Regions from separate parts of the Mus musculus genome. Here region 1 is linked to region 2. The links are chromatin contacts, called in public promoter capture Hi-C maps. All regions are on one chromosome and are shown on one strand. The core of a region is the stretch at or near the end of the contact, and the rest is flanking DNA. Distances in the headings are between cores, read along the strand shown.

Region 1 (6,478 bases), core at 1,563-4,062, 170 kb before region 2:
GATTTCCATGGTTCTGAAATGAAATGGATGAGCAGTCTACAGTTATCTTTCCTTTTTTCCTAGAGACTTAGTCTGAGTGTAGGAGGCCCTTAATAATAACTTTACAGATCTATTTGGAAAGAGTCATTATCATTCTCTTTCTCTCCCTCTCTCTCACACACACACACACACACACACACACACACACACACACACACACGCACATGCACACGCACACCTACTACTACTACCTCCAAAGAGCCAAAAAGATGTATCAGAACAATTACTAATGAGTGGTGGTTCTCAAACTTTAAAAAAAAAGGAAGAAGAAAAAGAAAGGAAGAAAGCAAACAAGCAAGCAAGCACTCACAAGTATATCAGTGCATGTATGGCAGTCACAGGATAACTTTCAGGAGTTGATTATTGAAATGGGGAATGCTGTGCTGTGTGCTCCAGGCTAGGTAGTCAGTCTGTGAGCTTCCAGGCTTTTGTCTGCATCACCCTTCTTGCTATATAGGTGCTGGAATTGCAGATGCAGGCGACTGAGTGGAGCTTTTAATATGAGTTCTAGAGGTCACACTGTAGTTGTCAGACTTTAACATATGTTTATACTTTTAAAGACTTGTAAGAGTTTTATTTGTTGTATTAGAAAATAAAATGGATCTTCTAAATTCCCCAATTTGGTTAAAAGAGTGGGTTTTGTTTTTTGGTTTTTGTTGTTGTTGTTGTTTGTTTTGAGGCAGAATTCTTCTATGTCCCCCTGACTGTCTTGGAACTTGCTGTGTAGATCAGGTGGTTACCCTTGACTGCAAAGATCCACCAGCCTCTGTCTCCCAAGTGCTAGGAGTAAAGGAGTGCGCCACCAAGCCTGGTTTATACTTACAATGTTTTTAATGTCTAGTTAATAGGACAAAAGCTCTGTTTTTTTTTTTTTTTTAAATCTGTGGAAGCATCCAATATATTGTATCATGTGCTCTCTACAGATGCTACTGTAAGCTGGGTATGGAAGCATTTGGAGACTGTCACAGGAGAGCACTGAGTTCAAGGTTAACCTGGGCTACATAATGGGATCCTATCTTAAAAGAAAAAGAAAGAAGGAAAGAAAGAACAGAAAGAGAGACCTCTGTAAACTGGCTCATCAGTGAGTGAAGAGAGACTACTCAGGATTGTTAGAAGGTAGTTCTGACCGGTCAGACTCCAAATAAGGAAGGGACTCTACAAACTCTAAGGATCCAGGTCTGCCACACATTAGTGTTAAACAGAGCTTTGGAGATTGAGTTTAAGTTGGTTGTCTATACATGACACTGTGTTTGTTGGTTTGTCTCTGAGGTGGATGGAGGCCTTCTGAAAAAAATCAGTGTCTTCTCTAGGTGTGCATTGAGCCCCCTAAGGAGATTTCCCTACCTCAGTTCTCCTTGTCCACAGGCTCCTTTCTACACAGACAGACACCCCTGGAGTTTGCCATTGCCTTGGTCCCAGCACTGCTTTCTCAGGTCACACACAGCTGAGTTGCCTTGGACCAATCAGCTATGCCCATGTGTTTTCTTATTCACTTTTGTCCTTGTCACTTGCTGACTACAGTGTTCTAGTAAGTTCCAGATTTTGTTCGTTCCCAATTCATACTTGGTAGCTGACCAGTTACTATGTCCCTCTCTGGAGGGTGGGTAATGTGACAACCCCATTTGTGTGAGCCTGGCTGTGTTACTGCTGTCTTTCTTTGCATCATGTTCCAATGGAACATTCTCAAAGGAGGGCTGTTGATACAGGATACCATATCTGGGGCTGATCCATCTGTATTAACATCATCCTGACTACTTTGTTGATCTACATTAATGAATAATTATGTCAGTACTCAGTATAGTAATGACATTGGGCAGCATTTATCTCCTGCCTGGGTAACTGGTTATTTATCCAGGATACTCATCTGCATCCATGGTGCTAGTGGCTCTGGTACTTGTAGATAACATAGATCAGCTGCAAGCACCATTGCCTTTGTTACCTTTATGTGTTGGTTGCACTGCCTACTGTGGCAATGACTAACCTGGAATCCAGGTGATGGAATCCACAGAGGGGGCATGCTAAACTACTATCAGAGGAGGGCAGGGGTATGCATTTCAGTGGCTCCAAGCAGGAAAAGGGGCAGTTAGTGGAACCTCACTGAACTCTACCACAGAGACTGAGCCCTGAGATAGCTCTTCTGTGGGCAGGGGAATGTGATTCTTCCATATAGGTAAAGAGACTTATCTAGTTGCTTGGTAACCAGGGAGAGTAGTGTAATAACCAGTTAGGTTTTCCTGAATATTTGGTGTCCCTCAGCTTGGATAAGTGCCATTCTGTCACTCAAGAATGAGCAACCAGAGAGTCTGTAATGATGATAGCAAGTGTCTGGGACGGTGCAGCATAGTGCTCAGCTTGTGTGCTTCTAATCCAGAGCATACCACCGACCTCTCTCAGTTCATTAGTGAAGCTGGGATCATCAGGGTTGCCATTACTCTCCATTGAGTGAAGAATTACCTGTAAGAGAGCAAGTCAGAAACAAACATTGTGTCTTTGTCCCTTTTGCACATTGACAGTTGCCCTGGGAGTAATTGTCATTTTGCCATGAGGGTCAGGCAAGAAAACAGTCTTAAGTAATAACAATAGTCAAGTTTCAGAATGTGGCACTACAGAGGAGCTTTTAGGAGAACTGAGCAAGAGAATGCAAAAGATCTCTTTGAAGTTTTCATCCATGCTGCTTGCTGGCCTCAGCAGATGGAGGGCAGGGTGTGTGTGTGTGCTTAGAGCCCTTTGGTGCTGGGGCAGGGAGTGCAGAGTGTTGCATAGTTGCTGACTCCAGGCCCGGGCTACTGTAGCTTCTGCTTAAAGAAGCTTCTGGTTCCGAATTCCCTGGTAGGAGGAGTCTACACGGTGCTGTCCCGAATCCTAAGTGTGTGTGCACACACGCCTGTGTGCAAAGGGAATCTACTGTAGTGCCTCTGCTGTTTCCACCTTCACTCCTCAGACATGATTTTAAAAAATATTATTTTTAAAATTACATTTCTTATTTATGTGTATGGGTATTTTGCCTGTGTGTACCATGCCCGTGGGGGCCAGAAGAGGACATCTTGTCCCCTGAAACTGAGTTACAGACATTTGTGAGCCACCAAGTGAGTGCTAGGAATTAAATCCTCCAGAGTAGCAGTCAGTGCCCTTAACTACTGAGACATCTCTCTAGATCCCTGAACATTTTTAGAAATAATCTTATTTTAAAAATATTTTTTAAATTGGCATACAAAAGCAGTAAGCTTCCTTCTGGCATTTTCATGTATGTCATTATATTTTGTTCTCAGTTTTCCTTCCCTCTGATGTTTTTGTGTTGTTAAAATCTTAAGAACTGAATTTAGACTTTTTAAAATTTACACTGTTGGGACACTATTATTTGTGGCTAGATGACATGATTCTACTTATTTGATTGTTACAGGAAAATAATTTTTTTTAAATTTTTCAATTTCATTTACAGATCTTGATAAGGAACAACTTGTTTTAATCCATTTTGAAGGAATGTACTTAGATTCAGGTGCACCCTTCACTATAAGTTTTCTCACAATTTTCAGCTCCTTTAGCACAAAATATTCTTATTTTGTTGGTCTTTTTGTATAAAAGTCATACCCAAAGGTAATTCCATTTTTTTTCTCCTTTGTTATCAGATATATGTAGAGTGTGTCGGTCAGAAGGAACACCTGAGAAACCTCTTTATCATCCTTGTGTATGTACTGGCAGTATTAAATTTATTCATCAAGAATGGTAAGTCATTTGGAAAATTGTATAATTCTTAGATTCAATTTTTTTCTTAATTTTTTTATTATTTAAATGCATTTTATACATCAAGCATATTAATATTGAGTATTTTGAGAATCAAATAATACATAAAAAATTTGTTCAACTTTTTATAGTCATATCCTTTCATACCCTAAAAATACCATTAATGAGTATTTAATACTATCCATAACTTAGAATTCTATATCTAATGTTGAACACTAAATTGTTTCAAAACATATAAAATAATCTTTGGAAGTTAAGCATAGTAAAAGAGCATAAAATATTAAAAATGAATCATTAAGTAATATATTCAAAAGCCCTTATATGATACCACATGATTAGTGAAAGAGTATTTAAAACACATTATATATCTGTGTACACTCTCTAACAATCAGTTTACTTAAAAAGATTATCAGTGTTTCTAGTAGAGAAATTATTTTATCAGTAAGTATATTTTAAAAATTTCAAAATAGGAAAAACTATTAAGAAAATGCTGATTTCAAGCACAGTGAGAAAAATTATCAATATTTTCATGATGTTTGTAGAACATAATTTTAATATTTTCAGCTGTTAATATTAAACAAACAGAATAATTATTTAAAGATATATTTTGTTGTTATATCTCCCTTTTCATTTCTGATTGTATTAATTTGGATACTGTCTCTGTGCCCTCTCGTTAATCTGGCTAAAGGTTTATCTATCTTGTTGATTTTTCTCAAAGAACCAGCTCCTGGTCTTGTTGATTCTTTGTATAGTTCTTTTTGTTTCTATTTGGTTGATTTCAGCCCTGAGTTTGATTATTTCCTGCCATCTACTCCTCTTGGGTGTGTTTGCTTCTTTTTGTTCTAGAATTTTCATGGGTGCTGTCAAGCTACTAGTGTAAGCTCTCTTCAGTTTCTTTTTGGAGGCTCTTAGAACTATTAGTTTTCCTCCTACCACTGCTTTCATTGTGTCCCATAAGTTTTGGTATGATGTGCCTTCATTTTCATTAAATTCTAAAAAGCCTTTAATTTCTTTCTTTACTTCTTCTTTGACCAAGTTATCATTGAGTAGAGCGTTGTTCAGCTTCCATGTGTATGTGTGCTTTCTGTTATTTTTGTTGGTATTGAAAACCAGCCTTAGTCTGTAGAGATCTGATAGGGTACATGGGGTTATTTCACTCTTCTTGTATCTGTTGAGGTCTTTTTTGTGACCGATTATATGGTCACAAAAGAAAGTATGGTGAGGTGCTGAGAAGAAGATATATTCTTTTGCTTTAGGATGACATTTTCTATAAATATCTGTTAGATCCATTTGGTTCATAACTTCTGTTAGTTTCACTGTGTCTGTTTAGTTTCTGTTTCCATGATCTGTCCATTGCTGAGAGTGGAGTGTTGAAATTTCCCACTATTATTGTGTGAGGTACAATGTGTGTTTTGAGCTTTAATAAAGTTTCTTTTATGAATGTGGGTGCCCTTGCACTTGGAGCATAGAATTGAGAGTTCATCTTGGTAGATTTTTCCTTTAACCAGTGTAAAGTATCCTTCCTTATCTTTTCTTGATAACTTTTGGTTGAGAGTTGATTTTATTCGATATTAGAGTGGCTACTCCAGCATGTTTCTTGGGAGCATTTTGCTTGGAAAATTGTTTTCCAACCTTTTACTATAAGGTAGTGTCTGTCTTTGTCACTGAGGTGCATTTCCTGTGTGCATCAAGAAGCTGGGTCCTGCTTATGCATCCAGTCTGTTAGCCTGTGTCTTTTGGGGAATTGAGTTCATTGATGTTAAGAGATATTAAAGAAAAGTGATTGTTATTTTTTGTTATTTTTGTTGTTAGAGATGGAATTACATTTTTGTGGCTATCTTCTTTTGGGTTTGTTGAAAGATTAATTTCTTGCTTTTTTTTAGGGTGTAGTTTCCCCCCTTGTATTGTTGTTTTCCATCTGTTATCCTTTGTAGGGCTGGATTTATGGAAAGAAATTATGTAAATTTGGTTTTGTCATGGAATATCTTGGTTTCTCCCTCCATGGTAATTGAGAGTTTTGCTGGATATAGTAGCCTGGGCTGGCATTTGTGTTCTCTTAGGGTCTGTATGACATCTGCCCAGGATCTCTGGCTTTCATAGTCTCTGGTGAGAAGTCTGGTGTAATTCTGATAGGTCTGCCTTTATATGTTACTTGACCCTTTTCCCTTACTGCTTTTAAAATTCTTTGTTCAGTTCATTTGGTGTTTTGATTGTTATGTGACGGGAGGAATTTCTTTTCTGGTCCAGTCTATTTGGAGTTCTGTAGGCTTCTTGTATGTTCATGGGCATCTCTTTCTTTAGGTTAGGGACGTTTTCTTCTATAATTTTGTTGAAGATATTTACTGGCCCTTTGAGAATCTTCGCTTTTTTTTTTTTAATTTATTTTTTATTAGGTATTTTCCTCGTTTACAGTTTCAATGCTATCCCAAAAGTCCCTCATACCCACCCCCCCCAATCCCCTACCCACCCACTCCCCCTTTTTGGCCCTGGGGTTCCCCTGTACTGGGGCATATAAAGTTTGCACGACCAATGGGCCTCTCTTTCCAATGATGGCCGACTAGGCCATCTTTTGATACATATGCAGCTAGAGACAAGAGCTCCGGGGTACTGGTTAGTTCATATTGTTGTTCCACCTATAGGGTTGCAGATCCCTTTAGCTCCTTGGGTAATTTCTCTAGCTCCTCCATTGGGGGCCGTG
Region 2 (6,604 bases), core at 3,904-6,403:
GAGTGTCTCTTAGCTCCTGCTCGTACTTATTTTTTTTTTTTTCTTGTCTGACCATTTTTTCGAGGTTAACCAATCATCCCTTTTGCTTCTTTTCTCCTTGGCCTAATCTTCTATTGGTTTTTAAATTCCTTTTAAAAAAATGTTTCTTGACTGATACACAAAACATCCAAATTATACACAATTAAGAGGAATGTTTTGATACGTGCATGTAGTGTGTGATGTTCAAGACTGGGTAAGTTAATGTCTCCTCAAATAGATGTCACACCTTTTATGACAAATACTTTCAAGCTATTTTCTTCTGGCTATTTGAAAAGCACAGTGCCTGACTATAGTTGTAGTCACCCCACTGAGCAACAGGCCCTGAACTGCTTATTCCTGCTATCTCAGGACCCACTGACACACTGACACAGCTCTCCCCAGCCCTCCCACCCCCCTTTGAAATTCTTACCCTCACTTAATGTTTTATTTATAACATCTTCCTCCATTGCCTCTTTATGGGCTTATAGCTTTCAAAACCTACTTTAATAAGTGTACTGAAATGCTCTTCCCTCCCTTCTAGCCCACCGCCCACCAGAGGTAGTGGGAAGGAAAGGTTACTAGGGCAAAGGAGGATGTGGACCTGTTTGGAAATAGTTCTCTTCTTCTTCTTCTCTGTCTTCTTCCTTTATTTCCCCTTCTCCCAGTACTCTAGAACCTTGTGCATGCTGACAAACACTCAATGTTAAGGTGTCTTCCCAGCCTTTATTTGGTTCTTCTCCTCTCTTCTCTTCTCTTCTCTTCTCTTCTCTTCTCTTCTCTTCTCTTCTCTTCTCTTCTCTTCTCTTCTCTTCTCTTCTCTCCTCTCCTCTCCTCTCCTCTCCTCTCCTCTCCTCTCCTCTCCTCTCCTCTCCTTTCTCTCTCTCTCTCTCTCTCTCTCTCTCTCTCTCTCTCTCTCTCTCTCTCTCTCCTTTTTCTTCCTCTTTGTTTTTGCTAGATTTCTGTTTTGTTGAGACAGCATTTCATGGTGTAGCACTAGTTGGCCTAGAACTCCTGTGTAGACCAGGCTGGTCTGCCTACATCCTCCTCTCAATAGGCTACCACACTCAACTGTAGAATTTGTAGAACATATTTAGTCTTTTTTTTTAAATTGGTTTCAGTGAAAGAGAAAGTGTGCAGGATGCCCTGTCTTGTCATTGAAACCAGCAGTCTCTGGTTTGTTTTACATAGTCTTGCTGAGGAGAACTGAATTTTCACACAGCCAGAGTCAGCCATTTGCTAATGGTTTGGGGTTTGCCACTGAGCTTCAAGCCACGTTGATAGGGGGAGTCATCTGAATTCTTCCCAGGGTCTTTACGGTCTTTATGTCTGTCGATTCATTTGGGGCCTTAAGATCCAGCCTTATTTTTCTTACATGGCCGGGAGTGTTTGCCCACCACCAGCAATTAAATAACATGCTCTCTGTGGAGTTCTGAAATGGCGTCTTTATTGTTCAGTATTTGATATTGCAATAATGGTTTAATTTACCTTCTCTGCCTGCTGATGGGTGTGAAGCTCACGGGTGCTCGTTAGCTCTTTGCTGGTCTGGGGCGGTCCTGTTCTTTCCTCTCCCCATTTGGATAATTATAATATCATAATTATACTATTGGTACTTCAGACTGATGTCTAATACATTACTGTACCATTCATTTTGGTTGCTGTTTTCCAACAGCCTTTTAGCTTTGCTTGTGATGTTTAGCAGCAAGGGAATGCTGTATTTAAGTGTGTCTAGTACACTTACATATGTATGTATTTCATTCTTTCTGTGCTCCCCAAATGCTTGTCTTTTGATTAATAAAATGTTTTAGGATGTATGTATATATGTACATACATACACCTTTATTTTTGTCCTTAATTTTTTATGTTCGTTCTTTTGTTTTTGTGGGAAGGGCCAGCATGCAAGCCATGGCATGTGTGTATGTGTGTGTGTGTGTGTGTGTGTGTGTGTGTGTGTGTGTGTAGGTCAGAGGAAAACCTGCAGCCACTCCATTCTATTTTTATATCCTATGGATCCTGGAGATGGAACTTTAGTGGCCAGCCTTGGCAGCAAGCGCTCTTTGAGGAACCGTTTTCCTGGGCTCCTTAAATCCCACCCCTTCCACCCCCCCTGCTTTGTGTTCTGAGGCAAGGTTTTACTCTGTAGTCCCTGCTGGTCCAGAAATTACCACGTAGCCCGGACTGGGCTTTAAAGCACAGTGCAGCTTGTCAAATGTTAGGATTTGAGGCATGAGTTCCCATGCTCGGTGAGTGTGTGTGGCGGGTGGGCCCGTCGAGACGTGTTGTCGATTTTTATCTTGGGCTACCCTTAAGATCTCAATCTGCTGCCTCCTGCTGAGGTCTGGGTTTGCAGGCGAGTGCCACCACCACACCTTGCTTGGTTATTAACTTGCCCAACAAAGTTGTTTGTGTATTCTTTCCATTATCCTGGCATTTCTTTAATGCTTAACTGCTAAGGACAAAGGGTTATCTCTGGTTCGTCTGCTCTACCTGTATCCCCATGATTTGTATTCTCACTCCCGTGTTTTGTTTTCCGCTCTTATTTTGCTGAAGTATCAGACACACACATTTAGAAAACCATTTAGAAGCCCGAGAGCTTGCAACGAATTGTGGTGGTTTTCTCCCCAGACCGCTTGCCTGGCGGCTGCCCAGAGTGATGGATCACTTTCCACCCTATTCGCTTCCACTTTCATTCCATCTGGCCGGGACCGGCGCTCTTCTGGCTGGGAACTTGCTCACTCATGATGAGTCTTGATTTATCAGTTCAGGGTGATGTTCACGACTCACTGTTGTGGCAGATGGAGATTTTTGTTCCTATCCCTCATTTTCCTCCTTTTGAGTCAGACCTAGCCAGCCATCTGCATCATTTGCATGTATTATTCTCATTCCTTGTATGGCGGGCATGCTTGCGTGCGTGCGTGCTTGCGTGAGTGCGTAGGTGCGTACGTGGGTGCCTGCGTGCTTGCGTGCTTGCGTATTTGGAACAGGTTTTCACTCTGTAGCCCAGGTTGGCCTCAAACTTGAGCTCCGCTGGCCTCAGATTGTAGATGTCTACCACCATGCCCACCCTTGCCTGTTTTATTTTGACCTCAGCTCCATACCTTTCACTTCTGGCTCTTGTTTCTCAGCTTTTCCTCGCGCCCCCAGCCCCCTCACTACCCACTTCTCCTTCTGTCTTCAATTCTTTCTGCAGACAAGATTAATGGCATTTTCTTGACTTTGTAACTATACTATGATCTCAACTTTCTAGTTTGATTTCACAAACTGAAAATGAGTAAATTTGTGTTGTCATTTTGTACTGTTGTTGTAACGCAGAATTGACTTGGTGAAGCGTCACCTGGTGAGACAGGATCACTCTTCTTTCAGTGTGGTGACTTGTTTTACGCTATCTCGGCCTATCTTTTTACTCCGTCTTTATCCGTTTTTGGTGGTGAAGCCTTAGCTATTTATTAACTTATTATTCTTTACAAAACAAAAAGCAAAACTAGTGTTCCCCAGCCCCACCCTGGCAGCTTCCTTTAGGCACTGCTCCAGGTATTAGGAACCAATACTCTGAGGCATATGATCAACCTCCATGCATCTGAGTCTAGAGGGATCTAAGGGGCAAGCGCACTAAGTGTTGCAGCTGCAGCCAAGGTGACTCTGAGCAGCCGGAAGGAGGTGACAAGGGTCTCTCAGTAAGTCACAGACGGCAAGCGTTCTTCTACTGTCTGCTTGTGGGTGAATGATTCTTGCATAAAATTCTCTACATCGTGAGGATCTTAGCTTAAACGATTGGCCTGGAACTTCCTGAGCCCCGCTGCCTCCCAGCGCTACATCTAGAATCCTAAGCTCTGGGATGGCTTCTTCCTGATCTTGTTGTGGCATCTCTTTAAAGATTTGTTTATTTACTGTGTGCACGTGTGTGTGCTAGTCATGGCGCTTAGGTGAAGGTCAGAGGACAACTCAGGTCAGCAGACTTGGCAGCAAGCCCTTTAAGCCGCTGAACCCTGGAATCCCTGCTGCTGTGCATTGCCCCATGGCCTCCTCTTCATTTTCCTTTAGTCGGTTTAAAGCAGCAGCAAACATTTGCAAAGTGTTTGCTCTGTGTGTTTGCTTAGTCAGCTGCATTGTCCCTCTTGGTATGAGCTCACCCAGCCTTCCGGTCGCTGGAAGAAGAAAAGGTACCCAAATGACAAGGGCTTTCAGTACAGGCCTGCATGGCACAGTCAGATTTTATTTTAGGTTTTGCAAGTGTGCCAAACAAATACCTACTTTTACAACAGGTGCCACTGATGGGGTGCGACTGAGGCTGACAGGACCCCACTTCCCTCCAGGGATGGAAGCTGCAGGATGGCCCCTTTCTTTCTTTATACCTGTCAAGTAAATTGCTGTTTGTGTGTGTGTGTGTGTGTGTGTGTGTGTGTGTGCGCGTGTGTGTATAACTAGTGTTCATCTTTTTTGGTTTATTTTATGCATAACTGATATCCTTCTATATATTTGAGCTGATCAGTTTATATCTACTTGGGTTTGATATTTATATTACCCACGAGGAAAAAGAAATGTCTTTGATTAAAGAAACAGGGTACAATGTTTTGGATGTCTACTAGAAACTTAGTAAAATTCCTAGGGTCTAAATCACTTTCTCTCTCACAAGATCTTTTTACAAAGCTTGGAATCTGCATATTGATACAAAGAAAGAGTAAAAGCAGCTGTCAGATGCAGCCCTGTGAGATAATGAGAGAAACACACCTGCCTCCAGGTTTGCAGCGAGGGAAGTCTCAGTTACTCCCCAATAGCTTTACCAGGGTACTCAGGGAGCAGGTGTGTCCACTCAGTTAATGCTCTTGAAAGAGTTGGGATTCCTGGCTTCTTTCTGGGCCAGTCTCTCAACTCCCTTGTGTCTCCAGCTCAGGCCCCCCATCTTACTCACCTTGAGACCCCAGATTCTATCCCCTGCTGCCTCCTCCAGTCACCCTCCACCCTGGCACACACCTGACTCTGACAGACTACCAGCAGTTGTGCCAGCAGTCCTATGAAGTCATCTGTACCCACTCTGTGTGCTCCCCGTGCTGATCTCACCCAGTCTTAGCCGCTCTGGGTTCCTAGAATCCGGTTGTGTGAACTCCTTTCCTGTCTCCTCATTTTCTGCCAAGAAGTCATTCTTTTTGGCTTCCTGCCTTACATTGCTCAATAGAAGAACCATCTCTAGGGACGTCAGGAGCCCTCACATTCCCTGTGACTCCCCAAGATCTTCCAGAGCTCGTGCGCATGAGTTACTGCACTGAAAGGACTTATAAACACAGGATTGAAATTGCTTTTCAAAACTGCTGTCGTTAGACGTGCCCTCCCTCACTGAGGCATGAGAAACAGAGTTTGCAGGCCACAGGGAAGAGAACTGCTGCTCCCACTGAGAAGGGAACCCCCCCCCCCCCATAGTTCTGAGGTAGTCACTCACCATTTGGTCTGACAGCTTTGTTCTTGGAGGGGACATCTAGACAAATTACCTGTCATTGTCACCCGGCTGTCACCCCTGTGAACCACATGAGAGCTGCTCATCACCAGTGAGTCAGTTTCCTGAGACCTGAGTCCTGGTCCTTGAATGGGAGGGGCTATAGAGAAGGCCTAAGCTACAATGGGGGACTCAGCAGCAGGAGCTGAGCCATGGTCTGGAATGGGTGTTTCCTAAGTGGGAAATGGGGCAAGGGTGACACCCTGAGCATGATGGGAGTCAGGGGAGGAAGTCAGAAGGCAGTACTGGCCTTGTGCTGGGTTGGGGAGGGGTGCTGGTTTCAGACTGGATGGGTCCTACTCCCACAGTTCAGAAGTCTGGAAGTCAGGAATCCAGGAGATGGCAGAGCCATGCTCCCTGTCTCTGATGTGTGGCTTTTGTGCCTCTTCTTGTCCCTCGCATAGCCAGGCACTCCTGGGTGTATAATGATATTGCTCTAAGCATAACCCCCATTTTCATGTACTCTTTTCTCTGTCTCCTGGGTGGCCCCTTAAGATCTTTAGATTTTTATCCACAAGTGTACTATTTCCAAATAAGATCACATTCATATACACCAAGAATTAAGATGCGCCCCCACCCTGTATGAATCTCTATTTTGAAACAGCATCTCGTCAGAAAGCCCATGTTAGCCTCGAACTTGGAACCCTCCTGCATTTGCTTCTCCAAGCCTAAGGCTGCCATTTGTGTCGTTACACCCTACTCACTGCAAATGTCTTTTTGGGGTGTGCAATTCATTCTGTTTTAGATAGTAATAGCTGAAGGAGAGGGATCAAGGCTCAGAATACTGTGTGGCAGGGTGTGCTGAGCCTCCCTCAGGGATCTGCATGCTTTCCTGAGAATGGACCATCACTTGTGAGTCCCTACGCTGACACTCCCCTGTCTTTTCTGGTCACAGCCTTCTGGATGATTCTGACTCTGGAAGTCACCAGCGCTTTCCTCTTGAATGAATGATGTCCTGTCTAAAGCTGAATAGCTGGGAGGCGAGGAGCACCTTCTTGGAGGGGGAAGGGTTTTCTTAGAGAATTAAATGTAGGGCTCGGCAGAGCTGCTGTGGCCGGCTGGCTCAGGAGTTGGTGACTCCGGCTTGGTTGTCCCCGAGGC

Evidence for each region. Capture Hi-C pulls out chosen DNA fragments and counts their contacts.
Region 1: a promoter capture Hi-C map of adipose tissue shows a contact between it and region 2. The contact joins two enhancer-like sites. A contact is called at or near these places in 1 of 484 Hi-C or Micro-C datasets (embryonic stem cells) and 3 of 9 other capture datasets (adipose tissue, liver and pancreatic islet).

The regions. Positions count from the first base shown.
Region 1 is chr15:31,507,010-31,513,487 of GRCm38.p6, reverse strand. It overlaps Marchf6 (membrane associated ring-CH-type finger 6), which reads left to right. Exons shown (of 26, transcript NM_172606.2): 2 at 3,666-3,762. Among named protein-coding and RNA genes, the nearest start is that of Marchf6, 21 kb to the left of the region's middle. Within about 2 kb of position 2,812, at least 34 of the 459 cell types and tissues checked have an H3K27ac peak or open chromatin away from gene starts, as enhancers often do. A contact at or near this core is called in adipose tissue, liver and pancreatic islet, where this site is marked.
Region 2 is chr15:31,341,245-31,347,848 of GRCm38.p6, reverse strand. All of the region lies in intron 1 of Ankrd33b (ankyrin repeat domain 33B), which reads left to right. Among named protein-coding and RNA genes, the nearest start is that of Ankrd33b, 23 kb to the left of the region's middle. Within about 2 kb of position 5,153, at least 97 of the 459 cell types and tissues checked have an H3K27ac peak or open chromatin away from gene starts, as enhancers often do. A contact at or near this core is called in adipose tissue, liver and pancreatic islet, where this site is marked.